Linked DNA regions of Mus musculus: regions 1 and 3 are each linked to region 2. Evidence: chromatin contacts called from public Hi-C and promoter capture Hi-C data. All regions are on one chromosome and are shown on one strand. The core of a region is the stretch at or near the end of the contact, and the rest is flanking DNA. Distances in the headings are between cores, read along the strand shown. Region 1 holds the start of Cox7c (cytochrome c oxidase subunit 7C). Region 2 holds the start of Hapln1 (hyaluronan and proteoglycan link protein 1). Region 3 has its middle 350 kb from the start of Rasa1.

What was found. Promoter capture Hi-C pulls out the DNA fragments that hold promoters and counts their contacts. A called contact is a pair of places that touch in the nucleus more often than the background predicts.
Region 1: a Hi-C map of cerebral cortex shows a contact between it and region 2, with 2.6 times the contacts expected there. The contact joins the promoter of Cox7c here to the promoter of Hapln1 in region 2. A contact is called at or near these places in 6 of 39 promoter capture datasets (cranial neural crest, frontonasal cranial neural crest, hippocampal neurons and 3 more) and 3 of 484 Hi-C or Micro-C datasets (adipose-derived mesenchymal stem cells, cerebral cortex and cortical neurons).
Region 3: a contact with region 2 is called in a promoter capture Hi-C map of second pharyngeal arch cranial neural crest, with 3 times the contacts expected there. The contact joins the enhancer-like site here to the promoter of Hapln1 in region 2. A contact is called at or near these places in 11 of 39 promoter capture datasets (the 3T3-L1 cell line, 3T3-L1-derived adipocytes, the C10 cell line and 7 more), 83 of 484 Hi-C or Micro-C datasets (the 3T3-L1 cell line, 3T3-L1-derived adipocytes, the AML12 cell line and 50 more) and 4 of 115 datasets of contacts at active chromatin or transcription factors (PVALB interneurons, astrocytes, bone marrow-derived dendritic cells and 1 more).

What each region holds. Positions count from the first base shown.
Region 1 is chr13:86,045,423-86,048,185 of GRCm38.p6, reverse strand. Cox7c (cytochrome c oxidase subunit 7C) reads left to right here and starts at 1,391. Exons shown (of 3, transcript NM_007749.3): 1 at 1,391-1,585; 2 at 2,317-2,459. The coding sequence starts at 1,511. The coding sequence ends at 2,433.
Region 2 is chr13:89,539,347-89,542,046 of GRCm38.p6, reverse strand. It overlaps Hapln1 (hyaluronan and proteoglycan link protein 1), which reads right to left and starts at 1,411. Exons shown (of 5, transcript NM_013500.4): 1 at 1,135-1,411. Gm34699 (a long non-coding RNA gene) reads left to right here and starts at 2,378. Exons shown (of 8, transcript XR_382713.2): 1 at 2,378-2,491.
Region 3 is chr13:85,638,452-85,641,151 of GRCm38.p6, reverse strand. No RefSeq gene overlaps it. Among named protein-coding and RNA genes, the nearest start is that of Rasa1, 350 kb to the right of the region's middle. Within about 2 kb of position 1,396, at least 18 of the 459 cell types and tissues checked have an H3K27ac peak or open chromatin away from gene starts, as enhancers often do. A contact at or near this core is called in second pharyngeal arch cranial neural crest, where this site is marked.

The DNA of each region.
Region 1 (2,763 bases), core at 142-2,641, 3.5 Mb after region 2:
CTGATACTTTCTGCCTTACTCTTTTAATGACAATACTCACAGAGAGTCCAAGAGAGTCATCTAGATTAGGTAAGGATGGCCTACACTTGTGATAGAATTTGCAACTATGTTTAACAGGCAGATTCATAAATATGTAGATGACAGATAGATGATAGATAGATAGATAGATAGATAGATAGATAGATAGATAGATAGACAAACCAACAGACTGACAGACTGAGAGCTAGATGACAGAATGTAGTCCTGTGATTTGCTTAACTCCTGTTACTTTCTGAGCCTTAGTAGCTTGAATGAAATATTTTTACACATCTCTTAGGATATAGTTTCAGCCAAATTTTATCATCAAATATGAACCATATTTAGACTAATCTTAATTTAACAAGTCTATGTGGTGTTCTTCTAAAAATTATAATTTTTAATTATAATATGATTACAGCATTTCTCCATTTCTCTTTTCTCCCTCCAACCCCTTTCATGTACCCTGCCTTGTGTTCTCTTTCAAATTCATGGTTTCTTCATTTCATCCGGTATTGTTACATACATAAGTAATATTATACAGACTGAAAAGGTTATATTTATATATTTAGAGATACACACAGTGACCCCCTTTTCAAACGATATTCTCACAAAAGGTGGGATGGGATAGGGAGTTTGGGGGGGGATTGGTAAAGGGAATAACATTTGAAATGCAAATAAAGAAATTATCCAATTTAAAAAAAAAACAATAATCTACGAGTGTCTAGTAGCCTTGGCTAATGTTGATGCTCCATGAAACTGTTATGTTCAGCAGGAATAAACCAATTCCTAATCCAGGGAATCTCCAGAAGTCAGAAGGTTCTTGTGTCTTCTCCAACCTAATCATGCTGCGCATAGGAGTTTCTATCTGTATGTCCTCTTATATCCAATTTCTATACCTTCAAAAAAACCAGGTCTTAGCACTTCAGTCCAGTTTTCACTACGGCATCCTTTGTGCTACATACTGTTTGATCAGTTGCTTGTGTTCCCTCAGACAGGACTATAATGCACATCTTTCAACCTTGGCAAAGAACCATAATCAAAATGACTGATATACTCACAAGAAAATAATTTTATTTCTTGTTCCATTAACTTGAACACACATGTTAAAGCAGCTTTAGTTTCTTCAATAAATTGTTTCTGGAAACAAATCCCAAGAATCCTAGATCTGAACTCATAGGACAGCTCAGGTCCCATTGAATCACTAAAGGTAAGTTATCACTTGGTGCTGGTGCGCGCTCATTCTAGAGCCAGACTACATTTCCCACAATCCATCGGAGCCGATATGGCGCCCGGTATTATCTAAACTACAAAGCCCACAAACCTCAGAGCCCGCCGGTTGAGTACGTTTCAGGAAGTTCCTGTTGTAACTCCCATCTTCCCTTTCGGTCTTCGCGCTCTGCCGAGCAAGGTCGTGTAGAAAGGGGAGTTAGGTGGTACGGCCATTTCTTCCGCCTTCCGTGTCTGCGGCCCTCGCAGAACTTCCAGCAGCGACATGTTGGGCCAGAGTATCCGGAGGTTCACGACCTCCGTGGTCCGTCGCAGCCACTATGAGGAGGGTCCGGGGAAGGTGAGTGAGGCTCGGCTGCCTAGGGGCAAGGTGACGCTCGGCGGCCGGCCTGGAGCGTGTGGGGAGGGAAGTGACTGTCCAGGAGCTCGGGGAGACACTCAGGCCCCTCAGTCCACACCCCGGGGAGAACTGGGAAGCACGGCGCCTAGCCGCTGCCTCCACGCCGCCTGTCAGCCGCAGAGCGAGGCCTGGAAGGTTCGGTGGGAGCTGGGCGGCGTCGGAGATTGAAGGTCATTGGAAACAAAAGAAGAGGGCCTGTGGCTGGTTATTAGCGCTTTAAACCAGCAAGCCACGTTTGAAGCGGCGATCCTCGGTTAGGCCCGGTTTAGCCCCCAGTGTAAGTAAACGGAGTACTTAGTGGTGACTGCCCCGGAATTGTTAGGTGAAGCCTGGTAAAGGGAAGAGAGAGGATGTGGAATAGGAAAAAGAGAAAATTGTACTGTGATTGATACTGAAAATTCGAATAACAACGGACGAGAATGATGTGTTTGTTTCTAAAAGTTACTACTTCGGAGAGTAATTTTTTTTTCAAATATTAAAACCAAAAAGACCCTTACACTTAATAGGGCCTACCAACTGGTATTCAGAAAACCTGCGTGTTAAATTAAAATGAAAATGTTCTGTCGAATGCAGCTGATTATAAAATACGTGGTTGCTCCCGACCCTTTTATTAGAGCAAGTTCAGATGCTTTGAACGAATGTTTTTTGCCGTGTTCTCTCTTTCTCAACAGAATTTGCCATTTTCAGTGGAAAACAAGTGGCGGTTGCTGGCTATGATGACCGTGTACTTTGGATCTGGGTTTGCCGCACCTTTCTTTATAGTAAGACACCAGCTACTTAAAAAATAAGGATATTTAATTCATCCCTTTAACAGGTAATTAGTAAGCTTCTAATTTTCCTAAAACAGTAATTTCTGTTCTATACCCTATACACTCTTCCACAACATGCAAGTAGATAGTTGTCTCCAGATTCCTTAAGGTTAAGTGTAAATGTCATATTGGTAGAGGCAATTTGGAAAACCTATTAAAAAAATAAAGTATTGATCAGTAAAGGTCAGTATTTTACAAGTACTCCTTGACCCCAATAATCTGAATATATATTATGCAACACACCTCTAAGATAAGTAGTATTAAAACCCCATTGAAGACACAGAGATAATTGATTGAGTTTCAATAGCT
Region 2 (2,700 bases), core at 162-2,661:
AAATCCCTGATGATATATTTTCATTAGATAATAGTTCTACTTTATATCATTAAAATGTGTATAACATTACTCAAAACTTAGCATACTGAAATAATCAAATAGAAATGGTTACCAGAAAGTACATTTGGAATGAATAAATATTACATTTACTAGGAAATTAATTCACAGACTTTATTTCTTAATAACCATTCGGTTCTAAGAAGCCAGCCAGTATGTTTGATTTCATGACATCATACTGGACCACTTACAGGAACATTTTCCACCCTCAAACTCCCCAAATGTACTGGCTACCTTGTGTACTTTTCCAGTGATAAATGAAAATAAAACAACTTATTTTCAAATGAACAGACTGTATTATTTGGACACAACAGGCATATTCAACAGAAGAGGACAACTTAATCCAACCCTAGGACTACAGGTTTGCTTTCATTAATGAGTAGCTTCAACGTGCAAATAAGTCCTTTGGGCAACTTTTTAAAAAGTGTTCTTAACAGCTACGGTTTGGAATACTTTTAGGACATTGATATTGTCCATTGACAAATTAAAAAAAAAAAAAAAAACTCCTAACAAAAAACCCAATGCATTATAATTATCTGTTCCTAACTTTAAAATTACTCAGAATTTTAGAATTACCCACAATCTGACGTTTCAAAGGCTGTTAATCTAATAGGTATTAGCTATAATGGAAGTAACTTTCTTTTTCACGTAAACCTATACATCCCCTCAGAGAGAAGTCGTAACTCTGGGATGGACATTCTCATTGCACAGTTCATCCGCACTCTGTACCCCTTACTCTCATCTCGGCTGCTATAAAACTGCCTGTTGAAGTACAGATGGAAAAGCCACCGTTTGAAACCGTGTGCCTTTCAGATTAATAGCAACAGTTGCAAAAGCTAGGAAAACTTGAGTTAATTCTTTCTTCACGTCTAGACTGAACCTGTTTATTGCGATGCTATTTTATCTGACAATAGTTTTAAAAAGTGGAGGTGCTATGTTAAATAAAGACTGAAGAAAACAAGAAAATTTGTTTACTCCGTACATACATTATATGCGCAGTGCTATGAAATATATAAGGCACCAAGATATGTCTGAAAGAGGGGGAAACCCACCAAACAGAAATGATGGAAGTTTTACCTTGTCCTGAATTCCAGTTCAGAAGCTGAGTCCCACTTAGCTGGGAGCTGGAGATGAAGTGAGCTAGTGCTCGTCCTGACCTTAAGTTTGTCTCTGGGCGAGTGCGGTGTGGGTGTGGGTGTGGGTATGGGTGTGTGTGTCCGAGCGCGTGTGTGCAGAATGTCTCTTTGTGGTGTTGGATGGCAGAGGTCCTGATCCGAGGATAAAGGAGCCACTTCTCACCAAGAGCAGAAGAAAGGCAAAGCGTCACCAGGAGACTTCTCCTCCCAGATCCTCTAATTACAGCCTAACTGCACTCCATGCAAACTTCAGGGGGGGAAGGGAGGGGCAGCTCTGTGCCCAGACCTTGTAAAACAGCAGTCTCTTAGATGACTCCCTCTGCTCAGATCCGGAGGATTCAGCTCTGGAGTTCAGGAAAAGCAGCAGGCCCAACCACAAGCCCCCACCCACACTGTACCTCCTGTTGCCTGTCTACTCTGGGTTATGTCCACAGGAGGTGCCACTCGGGATCTGTGGGATGAATTGTAGCCTCTACTGACTTTCCTACACAATTTGTCACCTTGTAGTTTGGGTATCTAAGCATCGGAGAGGTTTTCCCCCTACAGACAAGAGGGACAACTGAGCACCTAACTTTTACCCAGATTGCTTGTTTTGCCCAAATTGTTGGCTGCGGGACTCAGTATCTGTGTTGGATTAAATTTCCTTTAACCCACAACTGCTATTGTGTCCTTAGATGATAGTGCCTAAGAACCTGAGTTTATTTATAGAGTGAGGAATGCAAGGGGGAGTCTGGGTGGGTGGGGTTGGGTTATAGATCCACATTCAGGATTAGAACCAGATGTCACAGGACCAGGACATGGGCGCGCGCGCGTGTACGTGTGTGTACACACACACACACACACACACACACACACACACACACACACACACACACACACACTTAAAATAACTACTGGGGAAGATGATGGGACACGCGGGAAAACGCCTCCTGAACAAATAGACATTTATTTATAACTCGAGGGAGAGTATATAGGTCCATTGATTCCTGCCTTGAGTAGCCAAGGGGTTTGGAGAGGAAACGGCTTCGCATTTCAAAAACAGAGCCACCTTTGATTGGGCCTAGGAAAGGCGGAAAAGAAAGGAAAAAAAAAAAAAAAAAAAAAAGCACGCTGCAGGAAGCAAACAGCTGCTGAAGCGGCGGGGCAGGGAACTGATCTGGCATCTGGGCTGAGGAAGAGCAAACAAGCTCTAGAGGCCCACAGGGAGGGAGGGGGAGAGAATCACTGCCTGAGAGCAGGCGTAGTGCGGTGGACCCGGGCCCTGGGCAGCATCCCAGGCACTCCGCGGACCACTGCAGGTAGCCAGGGGATCGCCGGGGAGAAGGCGGTTCATCACTTCGGGGATCATTCGGTTCATCACTTCGGAGATCATAGCTTGGGGGCAGAGGGGCGCGGAGAGGGTGTAGGGACCAGGGGCAAAGAGACTGGTACTCCAGACTCTTGGCAGATAAACTAGTGAGGCAGGCTGGAAGGAGGGTGACTGGGGACTCCGGGTCGGGTAGGTGAC
Region 3 (2,700 bases), core at 147-2,646, 3.9 Mb after region 2:
CTCCCTTAAGTTGCTTTTGTTAGAGAATTTTATAACAACAGAAATAACTAATACAATCAGTGACACAAAGAAACAGGTACATTTCTAGTAGCTTCGATGAAAAGAATAAAAGGAAGCTCACAGTTTAAGGAGGCATCAGAATCAGAACACACTTGGCATAAATTCTACCTTCTGTACCCTAGTCACGGACCCAGGAGGGTCAAAACCTGTCTGTGGTGATAGTCCCCTCCCTTTCTAATTTCTCTTTTTGGATCCTTCCCCTTCTTATACCATACAAGCTCCTTTTCTCATCTTCTTTTTCTTCCCTATAGAGAATGAGGCAAAAAGGCTGAAAATTACCATCATGGAAGGCCCAGAGGCCAGAATGCAAGTGAGAGTTTTATGTTAAACGGGGGGATAGATTGCCCACTGCTAAGAAAATTGTGTTATTCCATTCTATCTAAATAACAGGATCTCTGTCCACTTCAATAATATCACTAAATTTCACAGAGCTCTTTCCCCAAACATGCCTCAAACTAAACTTCTTTCATATTTCTTGGTTTTGTTGCTGCTGTTGTGTGGTCCCCAGAGAGCTTCCTTTACCTCAAACTGGATTTCCTGATCTCCCTTCCTCTTAGGTATTTCAAAACTTGGTTTTGAAAATCCCAGTTGACATTGTGTGCTTTGATGGAACAGAGAGTATTATGTGAGACTGTCCCTCTGTAGTAACATTTTCAAAGGTTATTTCTTTTGAAGGACAAAGTTGATTTAATCCAACAGGCTTCAAAGTAACTTTATAGTCATTAAACATAACCTATGGTTTAGAGAAGAAATTTAAAATAATATTTTAATATATACAGTATACTTTTGTTTCCAACTGGCTCGAAATTACTGCAAACATTCTCAGTTAACAACATAGAACTATTCTTTTGTAGAGCATCACTATGCTCCATTTTGTTTTTGTTTTTTTGTTTTTTTTAAAGCTTTTGATTTCTCATTTATATAAATCAGTCAATGCCTCTCTTAGTCCAAAGTTATTTTTTGCCAAACCCTTGGAGGTGCTTTGCTCACTGTAAAAAGAGAGGAACCTCTGTCCTCATGATCTCCTGATGGAGGGCTGTGCAGTTTAGCCTGCCCACTGGACCCTTAACAAGGTAGGAAGCTTGTAGTCTGTGTCTTCAAGCCTTGCCATCATTGTTCCAATTTTAGAAAACCACACATTCATTCATTTGCAAGATGTTTCGAAAACTCAAATGGCCTAAGGAAATGAGGTAGATGGAGCTGTTTTAGTAATTCGTCCCTTTGCATCTCCAGGGTTTGTTTCCTTATGACTTAACAGTTTCAATGTGCCTTTCCTGACTTGCTAGCCAAATAAAACAAATACCACTGCAGCTGCTGTGGGCTCTCATTTCTTGTTGAACATCGCCCCCTAATGGCTATTCTGTTTTTTGTATTTTTTAACGATTTTTTTTATTATTATTAAATATTTTCTTCCTTTACATTTTAAATGCTATCCTGGAGGTCCTCTATACCCTCTCCCGCCCTGCTTCTCAAGCCACACTCCTACTTCCTGGCCCTGGCGTTCCCCTGTACTGGGGCATATAAAGTTTGCAAGACTAAGAGGCCTCTCTTCCCAATGATGGCCGACTAGATGGCCAGCTAAAGACACGAGCTCTGGGGGTACTGGTTAGTTCATATGGTTGTTCCTCCTATAGGGTTGCAGACCCCTTCAGCTCCTTGGATACTTTCTCTAGTGTCTCCATTGGGGAACCTGTGTTCTATCCAATTGATGACTGTGAGCATCCACTTCTATATTTGCCAGGCACTGGCATATCCTCACAAGAGGATATTAGGGTCCAGTCAGCAAAATCTTGCTGTTTATATGCAATAGTGTCTGTGTTTGGTGGCTGATTATGGGATGGATCCCCGGGTGGGGCAGTCTCTGGATGGTCCTTCCTTCTCTCTCAGCTCTGAACTTTGTCTCTTATAGATAGTAAAACTTCTTAGTTAGACCTGATTTTGAGGCTGGAGCCATGGGTGACTCCACGTGTACTCTTTGGTTGGTGGTTTAGTCCCTGGGAACTCTGGAAGGTCTGGTTGGTTGATATTGTTGTTCTTCCTATGGGGTTGCAAACCCCCTCAGCTCTTTCATTCCTTTCTTTAACCAATCAATTGGGAACCCTGTGCTAAATCCAATGGTTGGTTGGTTGATCATGAGCATCTGCCTCTGTATTTGTCAGGCTCTCGCAGACCCTCTCAGGAGACTGCTATAATAGGCTCCTGTCAGCAAGCACTTCTTGACATCTGCAATAGAGTCTGGGTTTGGTGTCTGTCTGTATATGGGATGGATCCCCAGGTAGTGCAGTCTCTGGATGTCCTCTCCTTCAGTCTCTGCTACACACTTTGTCTCCATATTTTCTCCTGTGAGTACTTTGTTAATCCCTTATAAGAAGAACTGAAGCAACCACTCTTTGGTTTTCCTTCTTCTTGAGCTTCTAGTGATCTGTGAATTGTACCTTGGGTATTCTGAGCTTTTGTGCTAATGTCCACTTATCAGTGAGTGAATACCAAGTGTGTTCTTTTTTGACTGGGTTATCTCCCTAAGGGTGATATTTTCTACTTCCATCCATTTGCTTAAGAATTTCATGAAGTTTCTAATAGCTGAGTAGTATTCTTTGTAGGCTATGAATGGGAGGAGAGGCCCTTGGTCCTGTGAAGGCT